2 separate regions of the Mus musculus genome follow, and region 1 is linked to region 2. A link is a contact called in public Hi-C data. All regions are on one chromosome and are shown on one strand. The core of a region is the stretch at or near the end of the contact, and the rest is flanking DNA. Distances in the headings are between cores, read along the strand shown.

Evidence for each region. A called contact is a pair of places that touch in the nucleus more often than the background predicts.
Region 1: a contact with region 2 is called in a Hi-C map of bone marrow-derived macrophages, with 22 read pairs. The contact joins two enhancer-like sites. A contact is called at or near these places in 1 of 484 Hi-C or Micro-C datasets (bone marrow-derived macrophages), 1 of 115 datasets of contacts at active chromatin or transcription factors (embryonic stem cells) and 1 of 9 other capture datasets (embryonic stem cells).

What each region holds. Positions count from the first base shown.
Region 1 is chr10:95,364,759-95,370,952 of GRCm38.p6, reverse strand. No RefSeq gene overlaps it. Among named protein-coding and RNA genes, the nearest start is that of 2310039L15Rik, 32 kb to the right of the region's middle. Within about 2 kb of position 3,187, at least 21 of the 459 cell types and tissues checked have an H3K27ac peak or open chromatin away from gene starts, as enhancers often do. A contact at or near this core is called in bone marrow-derived macrophages, where this site is marked.
Region 2 is chr10:95,146,614-95,153,871 of GRCm38.p6, reverse strand. No RefSeq gene overlaps it. Among named protein-coding and RNA genes, the nearest start is that of Gm29684, 4.4 kb to the right of the region's middle. Within about 2 kb of position 2,316, at least 71 of the 459 cell types and tissues checked have an H3K27ac peak or open chromatin away from gene starts, as enhancers often do. A contact at or near this core is called in bone marrow-derived macrophages, where this site is marked.

The sequences.
Region 1 (6,194 bases), core at 1,938-4,437, 220 kb before region 2:
GTGGTCCTACTTCCGGTTCTGGGTATTTTGTTTACTGAATATAGATGAAATGGGATTGGCCAGCCTCATGCTCCTGTCACCATGCCTCCTGCTCCAATAAGTTGTGCCCCCTCTAGAACAATAAGCTTTTCCTCGGAATTCTAAGTCACTTTTCGTCAGGATATCCTATTACAGCATCAGAAACTTAATACTCAATATAAGGAAATTTTGTCAACTCACATCTCCCCCATTTCACGGGTACTTGTGTAGTTTAAATGCCAGTAATCCCGGTTTGAACTGTAGCAACGCCCTCCACTCTGCGCTATGTATAATCCATTGTCAACTCAGCAAAAATTATATATTTAAAACACAGAGGCTGGGGGTGGTGGTACACACCTTTGATCCCAACACTTGGGAGGCAGAGGCAGGCTGGTCTCTGAGTTAGAGGATAGCCAGTTTGAGGACAGTCAGGGCTACACAGAGAAACCCTCTCTTGAAAAACCAAAACCCAAACAAGACCGAGCAAACAAAAACCTGGTTCCAATTACTCCCCAACCTGAAGCTCTTCAGTTTTTTCCCTAGCACTCCAAGTTAAATTCCAAGATCTGTTCCATAGGCCCCTGCAGGCCACCATTCTTCAACCCCTACTGCCTCTCTGACCAGTTCCCATCACACTCTCTTGGTCTCACTGCTTTCCAACCTGCATGGCCCACACCCAGTCTCTTCCTTTTTTCCCATGCGTTTGCGCACATGAACAATGGGTCTCCCAGATCTCTGCACTGTCGGCTGCGGTTTATCCTTTTGATACCCAGCTCAAATGTTAGTTCCTTAAGTATCGTCTCCCAGCCATTATTGGTTCCATACTCTGACTTTATTTTTCAATGTATGGGGTGTGTATGTGTGTGTGTGTGTGTGTGTGTGTGTGTGTGTGTGTGTGTGTGTGAGAGAGAGAGAGAGAGAGAGAGAGAGAGAGAGAGAGAACACTTAATATGGAGAGCACCAGGAAACATGGTTCTTGGCTACCTTGTATGTGGTTGTATCAGAACCCCAAAAAGCAGCAGACAGCATTCTTAAAATACCTTAACTGAAAAAGGAAATTAACAAAAGAACTGCATACAGGCACGTAGGCAGGCTTAGGCTTAAGGGAACCGGTAAGGCATGGTGAGGAATAAAGCAGCCATATTACTCTGCATTCCATTACTATAATAAAATACCCGAGGCTGGGTGAGATTATAAAGAAAAGAAGTCCAAGGCTGAGAGGCTGTTGATTGCCTTGCTGAGAGAGTCCAGGGCCTCTGGGATCATAAGAAAAGATCCCAGGCATAAGCAGTCTTGTGGGACTAAGTTTTCTTAATATCTCACACTATCACAATAGGGATCAAATTTCAGCACATGAACCCCCCCCCTGTGTGTGTGTGTGTGTGTGTGTGTGTGTGTGACCCAAATCATATTAAGTCATAACAAGACAATGTCTAGAGATGAGGAACTCTGGAACTGGGGGAGAGGGGTTGTGGCAGGGAGCAAGTGCAGAATGGCTAACTTGCCCATGATTCACCCTCCTGTCAGTGTTTTCCTGACTGAATGCAACTGGAAGCCAGAGGATAAGGGTGCAGGGGGAATGTGGCTCATAAATGCCAATCTTCTCCAGCATCCTGGGGCACAGCAGAGCAGGAAAGAACAACCAATGGACTGGATGGAGGCAAGCCAGCAGAACCAGCCAGTTCCTGCTTCAGCATATGCCAAAGAGAAGGTGATAACTAAGTGAGAAGACAAAGAAAGCTGAAGCAAAAGCAGATATACCAATAGGTGTTTCACAAGCCCCGAGGTGGTGGCGCACACCTTTAGTCTGGGCACTCAGGACGTAGAGGCAGGCGGCTCTCTGAGTTCGAGGACAGCCTGATCTACAGAGTTCCAGGACAGTCAGGGCTACACAGAGAAACCCTGTCTCAAAAACAACAACAACAACAACAAACAAACAAAAAAAGTTTCACAAGCCTCAGTAAGGTGAACGAAAGTACCCTCTACAAACCTGCAGTCAGATGTGTGGCTCACAACCGTAACTTCAGTGCTCAGGATAATAAGACAGGAGGCGTGCCATGAACGTGAAACTAGCCTGGTCTACAGTGCATTTTAGACCTGCCTGGGCTACAGATGTGAGGCTCTATCTCAAAAACAACAAGGGGAAAGCAATAATCTTTAAACCTCACAGAAATTTTACAAGATATAACATCGACCCCGTGTGTGTTTGGTTAAAGATCCTGAGACCTTTGAGAGTAACGGACCCCAGTAACGTGGAATTGTGGAGCCAAGACTACAAATGAGGCCCCAGATTTTTTTCATTGGACCAAGCTAAACATGTTTATATGAACAAGTTAAACATAGACACACACACACACACACACACACACACACACACACACACCCCGTAGCCCCCCCTCCCCCCGCTCTGGTCATTCCCGGAAATGTCTGTCTGCTTGCCGAATCCCTGAGCAGAGTCTGTTTCGGCCTCGGTGGCTTTTAGCCTACATAGGGTCCACAGAGGAAGGCAGCTTCCGCCGGCTGAATATTATAGTGACAATCTAACGCCATTCATACTCCAATCACCAACTGTTGCTCTCCTTCATCGCTATTGTGTAGGGTGTCTAGATTTATTTCTATTGTTTGTAGTCATGCATCTCCCGTGTGGGTATGTGTATGTGAATGCAAATGCTTACAGTGATCAGAGGTATTGGATTCAACCGGGAACTGGAGCTATAACCAACATAAGCCGCCCAACGAGTGTACAGGGAACCCACCTCATGTCCTCTACAAGAGCAGGACACAGATTTAACCATGGAGAAATTTCTCTAACTCTTAATTTTAATTTTTTTAAATTTTTTAAATAAAAATTGATATAATATATATTATATGTTGAGCATATTCCCCTAAAGCCCCTACCCCCTCCTTTCCCGCCTCCTGTTAGTTTCATTTCTTCCCCAAGACAGTTTCACTTCTGCCTGTAGGTCAGATATTCATACATGATTTCATGTATCTATAAAAAAAAAAAAAAATCCAGGAACCACAAATGAAAGAAAACATGTTCTATTTTTTTTTTCTTTCTGAAGCTGGCTGAATTCGTTTAATTGGATCGTCTCCAGTCATATCTACTTCCACACGAGCAGCGTAACTTCATGTTCCCGTTGTGTAGATAGACCACACTCTCTTTATTCATGCCTCTGTGCTGACTTCGTAATCAGCTACTGTAGACTAGAGCTGCCGATAACCACAGACGTGCAGGTACCTCTGTGATGGTTTCCCAAGTCCCTCAGGGAAACACCTAGAAGTGGCTCATGCCCTAGTTAGTTGTTTGAGAGACCTCGATACTGATTGCCTCAGTGACTGGACCAGTTTACCTTCCTACCAGGGGTATAGAAGAGCTCCCTTTGTCCGAATGTGGCCAGTGTTTGCTGTTTGTTTTCTTGATGCCTGCCATTCTGACTGGCTGGAGACAGAACGCAGTGTATTTTAATTTGCAGCCATCTGTTTCTTTATAATGTAATTATTTAAGAGCACCCCAGCTCTTTAAGGCTTTGGAGAATCTGGGTTTTGTTTGTCTCCTGTCACTTCGTCTGAAGCACTTGGGCAGGCACGGGTCAGTACAGTCAGTTATTTGGTGTCTTTTAATGTTTAAGAAAAACTCACTTAGACGGTACATTGTTACACATGCGCCACAAACTTGTACCCTTTTTTCTCCCATTGAATATTGGACAATGAGTATTTATTATCCAAGCTATATAAATAGCACTTTCAAAACAATTAGCATATATCAATTGTGTATAGTCATGAGTTCATGTCTACAATGTACTTGGCTCATTTTCACCCCATCAGAACTTTCTTTTTTATCTTTCCTTTTCCCCCACCCTAGGTGTGCTTATTCTTCCCAAATAACATTTCTTTTACTTTTATGCCTCAAGAAAGAAAACCAGACTCCATATGTGAGGGAACGTGTGTGATGATTGTGGTTCTGAGCCTGGTCTACTTCACATAATCTGATGAGCTCCAGTTTCATCCATTATCCTGCGAATGGTATTTTGTTCTTTATGACTAAATAATCAGGTACTGGCAGCACACTTTCTGTATCACCCATTAATGGGAACCCAGGCAGATTGCTTCACCTGGCTGCTGTGAACACTGCCATGGCACATGTCATTGGCTCTCTCATAGTAACTCTAGGGGTGTAAGTTACTTCAAGGGATTTTTCTGTTGCTGGACGTTTGACTATGCGGCATCCTCATTCCATTCAATATCTACTCAGTATCAAGGTTGTCAGGAGCAACATTTTGGAGGCGGATTTCTTTCGGTGGAATTGCTTTGAGGAGAGCTGCTGTCTTCAGGGAATGCCTAGAAAGGATGGTTACACTCCACAGCTGTAATTACATCCAATAGACTCAGCTTGTGAATCTAATTTGTTTTGTAAGCTAATCCATCTTGTTGTGGAAGAGTTGAAAGTGTCTTCTGGTATACACCGGTGGAAGAATACCTTTATAAAACCCATTCGTCCATCTATCCCCACCCCCACAACCATCCACCTGCCCACCCACCCACAATCACCCTAGGACACTAGGTGAGGGGAAAGGGAATAGAAGAGAGATTAATAATGGGTGAAAAAAAAGATCCAAGTACATTATAGACATGTTCTTATTACCATGTACAATTAGTATATGCTAATAATTTTGAAAATACTGTTTATACAACTTGGATAATATAACTACTCATGAGCTAATATTAAATGGAGGCAGGGGAAGGGTACAAGTGTGTGTCACACATGTGACAATGTATCTTTTAAGAGTGGCATTTCGCTGGGCAGTGGTGGTGCAACGCCTTTAATCTCAGCACTTTGGGAGGCAGAGGCAAGTGGATTTCTGAGTTCGAGGCCAACCTGGTCTACAGAGTGAGTTCCAGAGTTCCAGGACAGCCAGAACTACTATACAGAGAAACAACCAAAAAAAAAAAGAGTGGCATCTCTCTGGGGCTGTGGTCTTCTCCAAAGGTGTACCATTTCACCATCTTTAGTATAGCTTTGTCTATTGGTGAGCAAGAGCTAAGTCCAGATGCCATTATGACTGCTCAAAGTCCCAGTCAAGACCACATAAATTCCATCATTATGTTGAACATTGTAGAATTTTTTGAGGTATCAAATTGAAATGTCAACTTCCATTGTATTGAAACTACCAAACAGCCCCTATTAGTGTCAGAAAAATCCCCTTAAAATGCCTTAAAGCATAGAAAGGGATGTGAGAAGGATTCTGTATTGGCTGAGCATCCGTGCACATCTGGCTGGAAACCGAACCATTAGTCTTGCAAGCACAATGCTCTGGCTGAGAGTGGTGAAGTCTGTAGCTGGTGGCCCTGCTCTGCTTCAGAGTCCACTCCACTTCTTCTTACTATGTGGCATAGCAAAACTCTCAGTTTCTCTTCCTTACTTTCATTATCAAATAAGGTAAAAGTTTCATCTCCTTTATAGCCTCAGAGGCCTAATTACATTTGTATACGAAGACTCAGTTCAAGGGTGTGTTAAACAGAGTGAACATTTGCAGTATGTCTTAGCGTTTCTAGTGCTGTGGTAAAACCTATGGTCAAAAGCTGTTTGAGGAGGGAAGGGTTCATTTGGCTCACACTTCCACATAATAGTCCACCATTGAAGAACATCAGGACAGGGCAGGAACCTGGAGGCAGAAGCTAATGCAGAGGGCATGCATGTATGGGTGCTGCTTACTGGCTTGCTCTTGCAAGACAGTTGATCATACTTCGGAACCCTGAGATTGTTTCGTTTACTGGAAAAACCTGTTTCTAGTTGTGGTGTGGCTCACCCTTAGCACACATCTAAAATCCCTTTGACTGCAATACAGACAGGCCTTTAGTGCACACATTTAATCCCAAACAATGAAGGTAAAGTTAATTTGTAGAAAGAAGCACCCATGTTTGAAAGTGATGTCTAATTGAGTGGCAGACAAAGTGATGAATCAGAGAAAGATTTGACAGAATTAGATATGCCCAACTCTCACAAGTGGAGAGAGGAAAGGGAAGCCACTTGAGGGGCAGTGCAGGCAGAGAGAGGAGGGTTTTTTTTTTTTTATTGAGATAGTTGTACTGAGACAGACGATTAGAACATATTGCCAAGGGTAGTTTGAGGCCAAGCAGAGCAAACAAGTCAGAGGCCAAAAGAGAAGCTAGAT
Region 2 (7,258 bases), core at 1,067-3,566:
CTAGCTGTGAGTCATATATGTGGGATCAAGGTGTTAGGCAAGATAGGAAAGCAGTCTTTGGACACATAAATCTATAAGCAAGGTCGACACCAAGATGGCCAGGACCCTTGCCTCTTACCTTGGTCTCAAGAGTGTATTAGCTCTCTGCCCTTGGATATTTCATTCCCTCCTCTTCCTTCATGTGACTTTGCTTCCCCTTATTCCCAGTGGGGCTTGAGCCACTCTCTGTCATTACAAGGAGGAGTGCTCTTTTGAGAGCAGAAAGCTGACAACCCTAGTCATCGTACTAGGAGTTCCTGGAGCTTTACCTGTTGAATATGGACACTGAGGCTGCCTGGCAACTACAGCTCCCAGCGGAGATTTATCACAGAAAATGACCTCAGTCCAGAGAGCTTCCATGGGGACTGTCATATGCTATGGCATGGCGAGCAGCAGGTTTGGGAAGGACGTTAACATTATCCAGTGCTTTTCAGGCTCAAGGTGGGGAGTGAGGCACGAGCGAGGCTGCTATCTCTCTGACTTTGCAGAGAAGGCTAAAGCTCTGGAAGGTCAACTGGGTCGCTTAAGGCCACACAAGCTTAGGCATGGGTAAGTTAACATTTGAATCTGCATTCTTTGAGGGTTTCTGTCACTTCATACCAAGGGGTATCAAATATAGTCACTTCTATTTTGTAAAGGAGAGAAAATACACAGGGAGCCAGAATAATTACACTGTCTTAACCAGAGGCTGAGATCACAAAGGCCCTGTAGTTTTGCCTTCAGGCAAAAGTGGGGTCAAGCTGTTGATTTAAAATGAAAAAAATGAAATTCTTACATTTCTCTTGAGACGAGGTACAGAGGTGCTTTTTAAACAACATTTCCTCTTCAAACATGCCCGCAGGAAATGCCCGTGCCAGCCATGCAGGCCTATTAATGGTTAAAGGGCAAGGGTCACACTGAGATACAGTGGCCCTAAAATAAAGTTATGAAACCGTATCAGTCTGGCAAGGAGAAATGAAAGGAAACACAGAATGTTCTCAGATACATAGAAAGGGTTTTGTTTCACAACTTCTCTAAACAAATTCTAAACCTTGTGTACTTCTAGGAAGCCGGGCAGTTAGCGACTACCCTGCTGCTCGCAGCCAGTGCGTAGCATCGTCAGAGCATGACCTGACTTGTGAGCCTGCTGCTCCTGAGCAAACACGTGCTTTCCTGGTAGTGATTCTTAATGTTTCTGCTGGAAGGTTGATGGTGCTCTGAGCACTTTAGTTGGGAACATAGATTTTATTGAGTGCCTAGTCAGCTGTGACCAAGTTACAAAGGCTACACATAGAGTCACGTACCAGCTCTGATAGGGAAAAGCAGGCAAGCCATCTAAGAGTTATGGCTTCTCTGTTAGGGTGAGAACTACAATAAAAGTAGGCCAGGGTACCTGGGAGAGTTCAACAAAGGGTATCCAAGCCAGTGTTGGAAGTTCAGCAAAATGTTCCTGGCTCAAGTGTTATCTAAAGCAAGGCCCCAAAGATGGGGAGCTAGTGGGGTATGTCTTAGGGTTTTACTACTATGCACACCATGACCAAGGCAACTCTTATAAAGAACAACATTTAATTGGGGCTGGCTTACAGGCTTAGAAGTTCAGTCCATTATCATCAAGGTGGAACATGGCAGCATCCGGGCAGGCATGGTGTAGGAGGAGCTTAGAGTTCTACATCTTCATCTGGAGGCTGCTAGCAGAAGACTGACTTCCAGGCAGCTAGGATGAGGGTCTTAATGCCCATAACCACAGTGACACACACACTCCAACAAGGCTATACTTACTCCAACAGGGCCACACCTTCTAATAGTGCCACTCCCTGGGTGGAGCATATACAAACCATCACAGGGTGTTTTGCTTTCCTTTCCTGCAGAGAAGAGAATGTATGGGAAGGGCCAGAAGAGAATATGTATGTCTGGGAAGTTGAAAGGGATTCTGTGTGGCTAGTGGAGATGGTTGAATACTCAGGTAGAGACTTGTCTTATACACTGTGTTAGAGACTTAAGGATCATCAGAGATTTAAGAACGAGGATACGATGGTAACTTACATTTTAGAAAGATCATGATTCTGGGCATGTGTATCCCAGAAACCCTGCAGATTTGGAGCATGAGATACAGGATGGGAAGAAGAACAAAAGCATGAGGTGGTAGCTGTGGTTCATACTCTAGACGGTCATGGTCTAGTCCAGGTCATATTGCCAGACATGAGAAAGAAGAAAGCGGTCTAAGAGCTCCCTTAAGAAGTTTATCAGATCAACAAGACTCTGTGTTGGATTCAGTATGAGGGTTATATAGGGAAGTGGTCCAGGATGCACGCGGTACCCAGGTTTCTGGGATGTTGATGAGATCAGTATCTTAGTTACTGAGCACTGCAGAAGAAACAGATATTTTTGAGAAGTGTTAGGGAGTTGTATATTAGCTGTTCTCTTGTTACTGTAAAAGAAAAAAATTGCAATGAAAGGAACTTAAGGAAAAGTTCTAAGGAGTAGAGTTCATAATGGCAGAGAAGGCATGCCAGCTAGAGCAAGATGGTCACACTGTGTACACAGTAAAGAAGTAAGGGCTGGTTTCTGTTCCTTAGCTTGCTTCCTCTTTTGCAATCATCCAGCCCAGTGCTACTCACAGTCAAGTGACATCATTCTTGCCCAGCTAAACCTTTCTGGAAACACTCTCCGACACATAAGCACAGAGGTATGCTTATATGGCGATTCCAGCCAAGGTGGCATTGAAGCTTAACCATCACAAATCCAATTTGGCAAATGATGCTGGAAACATGTAGGGTGACCAGATGGAGTTCTTTTCATAAGATTGTATTGGCCATGGACCCAAACTTCTGGCCATTCATGTGTTGTGATATAAACCATGGCCCAATTATACTCATAGGTGCTACCAGAAATAATGTAGCAGTATGGGGAGAGGTCTGTTTAGAGATATCTAGATAGGAGGGTGACAGCCTTCTCCTGCTGATACAAGGAGTCAGCCCTATGGAAAGCAGAGGTCACTGGGACTTCAGACCTTGATCTATTTTTGCTTCTCAGCCAGAAAACTCTAAGAAAAATCTTAAATAAGATTCCAACTCAAGAAATCCCCAACTAAGTGATAGCTTGGCATTCTATTTTTCTACCTTATTATGATTATGGAAAGCAATACATTGCAGTTTTTAAAAAAACTGAAAATGAATGTTTAATGTGTATCTTATCCTGGACCAGCGATGAGAGGTATGATCCTCTGCTGATGCTATGCAGAGGCAACGACCCACAACTGCTAGTCAGGCAAACTGAGGGATGCCCCATGCTCCACACTAGTGGTTCTCCACCTGTGAGTCGTGGCCCCTTTGGGAAGTCAAATAACCCTTTCACAGGGGTTACCTAAGACCATTGGAAAATGCAGATATTTACGTTAGAACTCCGAACAGTAGCAAAATTACAGGTATGAAGTAGCAATGAAAATAATTTTATGTTTGGGGATCACCAGAACAGGAGGAACTGTGTTAAGAGGTCACGTCATTAGGCACCTCTGCTCTACAGTGAACTGTGTTGCTAAACTGTGACACTCCATAGGCCATGCTAGTAGGAATATGGAAGACATTGGTGCTAAGGGTATTTTGAACTGTGCATACCTGGCTCTAGAGGTTTCAGTGAAGAAGAATTTTAGTATGTGTCCTAAGAGTGTTCTTGTGGTATCTTGGTGAAGAAAGTGGCTTTGTTTTGCCTTTGTTTGAGGGGTCTACCTGAGACAAAGGTAAAGAGATTTATATTAATTGCATTGACAAAGGAAGTCTCAAAGAAGCCCAGCAGAGACTTTGCTCTTATTCTATGGTTTAGCCTCATGAAGAGCATTTTGATCAAGCATAGCAAGCTTCAAAAGGAAAAGTACAAAATGGAAAAGAACAAAATGTATGGTTCAAAGAATAAAGGGGCAGCAGGAAGTAGAATGGAGCTGAATCCTGCATTCAAGGAGATAAACAGATTAAGGGAGTGTCGACCTCTTGGCAAGGTTCCACACAGCTAAGCTTATTGTTTATGTGTTTGCAGTTGAACAAGGGCACTGCCTGATTATGGTTTTCATTTGGACTTTTAATCTGGAATGAACTACAATCCAGAAATGGAGGAGACAGGCTTTTGATCTGCACCTTGAGGGAATAGTGACCATGGAAAGCTTAGGGTACAGGCCTTGAATCCCAGGAGACAGAGGCAAGCAGATCTCTGAGTTCAAGATCAGTCTCTAAAGCAAGTTCCAAAATAGCCAAGCTTAGGTAGTAAAGGAGCTGGAAAACAGAAAGCTGGTGATAATGTAACAGAACAAGGGGGTCAGGTTCCATCCCCAGCAAACAACAGACCTTGGCAGCTTTGGCCATGTAGCTCTGGCTTTAGAGTCAAGAATAGAAAGGACTACTAGAACAATTGATGCTTGTTGGCTGGAGCTAAGAAATTAGCAGTGATTAAGAAGAGACCAACATCATTGATCTGAGAAGTAACATTTTGGGGGGACCTAAGGAAGCTGTGTTCCAGGGATAGCCAAGGTGCCTTGTGCTTCAGCTGGAGTCGGTAAGAGTCACCCAGGTGATACTGGTTTTGAAGGCATAAAGGGGTCGTGGAGAGCAGCTGAGGCATGTCATTGTGAAAGGCCAAGGAAGGCCACTGGTGAAGAGGCCCAGGACTGAAGGGATCATGCAAAGAAGTTGAGGCTTGGCACCATGAAGGTAGTCTATGAGAGGCGATGGGTGAAGCTTAGATGCAGTGAAAAACCCCATGTATTAGAGATGCCAGTACCATAGAATGACTACAAAGAACAGCAGCAGTAGCGACATGGAGCCAACCAGAGCCTAGAGTGCTACAGAGGGCAGAGCTAGGCAAGAGAGCCAAGTCCTTTGGAGGAGCCCAAAAGATCATGTGTGGATCCCAGACATTGTAACAAGAAGCTGTGAAGTCAAAGTTGCCTTGGAGACCCCAAGGTGTTAGAGACGTCAAAGCCATGGGATTTCTGCTGAGGAAAGCGGCTAAGTGGGAGTGAAACCAGTGCAGGAGGAAGAAGTTTGTTGTAGTCAACAAAGATGAGAGGAGTTGGAGATTTCAAGAGCACTTTGACATCAGATGTGGAGATGAAGAAGTTGGAGTTTACCCAGCTGGTCCAGGATTTCTTCACTGTGATGTTTTGGTATGGTAATGTATATCCCGTGATGTTTGAGGTTTGTCATCTGTTTTTTGATTTTGACTTTATAGGAGATTACAGCTAAGTGATTGAATAAATCTCAAAAAAGACTTTGAACTTTGGACTTTGAACATTGTTGAGACTGCTATAGACTAAGGGGACTTTTGAAATTAGACTAAATATATTTTTGCTGTATTTATGTATTGCCCCTGATATTATCATGTCTTTGAATAAGCCTCTGGAGGCCAGGGAGTGGAATGTGGTCGTTTGAATACACTAGGCTCAGGGGTAGCACTATTAGTGAAGTGTGGCCTTGTTGAAGTAGGTGTGGCCTTGTTGGAGGAAGTGTGTCACTGTGGAGGTGGGTTCTGAGTCCCTCCTCCCATTTACATGGGGCATAGTCTTCTGTTTGCCTTTGGAACAAGGTGTAGAACTCTCAGCTCCCCCAGTACCATGCCTGCCTGGACGCTGCCATGCTTCCAGCCATGATGATAATTGACTGAACCTCTGAACCTGTAAGCCAGCCACAATTAAATGTTTTTCATAAGAGGTACCTTGGTCATGGTGTTTCTTCACAGCAATGGAGACTCTAAAACACCTCAAAATAAACACACACACACACACACACACACACACACACACACACACACCAAAACAAAGCATAGAAAACATCTCATCGTGGTAGCTGTAGTATCTCACAATGTGTCTCACAGTGTATTCCTCTGTCCACACAGCTTCACTCGCAAATATTCACTGCAAGGAGTCATTGGTCTGGTTTGAGCTTCTGTGACACCATCAATATTGGATTCTCACCAGGACTCCCATTGTTGCTCTGCATCATGAAGATCCTGCAGCTTTGGAACAGTAGGTCTGGTCCTTTCACAAATCCCAACCATTTGCAGACGATATTGATTTTGGGGTGGGCCAACTTAGAGCCCTGGATCTGGGCCTGGGTGGCAGCTGAGCTGGTCAGCAAGCTGGCTTTCCCTTATCTGCACCACCAGGGCAAGCTCTCTAGCACTGCTCTGGCTAGGCTAACCATCAGTAGGAGACAGGGTCAACTCTCCTGGTCTCATGCCTTCAGGCAGCTCACCGTAGCCTTTGCCATCAGGGCCAGCTCCACTGCATTGCCCAGGTGAGGTGCAGGGCCCACTCTCCTGAATGCTATAGCTAGCAAGAGGTCAGGGCTAGCTCTCTCACTCTTATGCCCTTGGAGCCCGCTCTCCTGGCTACTGCAAAGGTTCAGGGTCAGGGTCAGAGAGGGCATCACCCCTGCACCTAAGTCACGCTCCTGCAGACAAATGACAGAGGCAGCTATCCTGTGCTCTTTACCTCAGGGCTGGCTTACCTGTCCTCCCCCTGACCCCCACCAGAGGCAGCTCTACTGTGCTGTCCAGATGAGGTGCCCCACCTGCTGTCCAGAGTGCTGCAGCTGGCACCCACACCACCAGGCAAGGGAGGGCCAGCTCTCCCTTGATCTTGCCCTCAGGGCTGGCTCACCTGAGGCCCCTCTGATCGTCAACTTGATGGGATTTAGAATCATATAGGAGACAGACGAACTTCTGAGCATGTCTATGAGGGCATTTTCTGAGAGGTGTAGTTGAGGTGAGAACGTGGGCAACACCATTCCACAGGCTGCGTTCCCAGTCTGAGGAAACAGGAGAAAGAGAAGGGAACGCCACCATTCACCTCTCTGCTTCACATCTGTGGCTACTGTCACCATCTGCCCTGTACTTTGGCTGCCATGTCTTCCCCACCATGGTGGACTGGCCCCTCAAAATGTAAGACAGGATGAAAAGTATTTCATCACAGAGATGAGCAAAACAAGCAAAACAGAAGCAAGCCGAAGACAGGAAAGAGAAATCAGAAAGAGAAATGAGGATAGCAAGACAACAACAGAGCGGGCGGGGTGGGGGGAGGAACAGAAACAGAAACATTGACAGAAACAGGAGCCTGGGAGCTGAGCCAGCCTCTCTGGGTGGTGGGGCCCTCCCTCACCCCTGTGGGCACACCCAGGGCCATTGAAACTTCCTGGAACTCTTTGATAGTCAGTAATTTAGTCCACACCTCCCAGGATGGAAGTTAGCCAGGTTA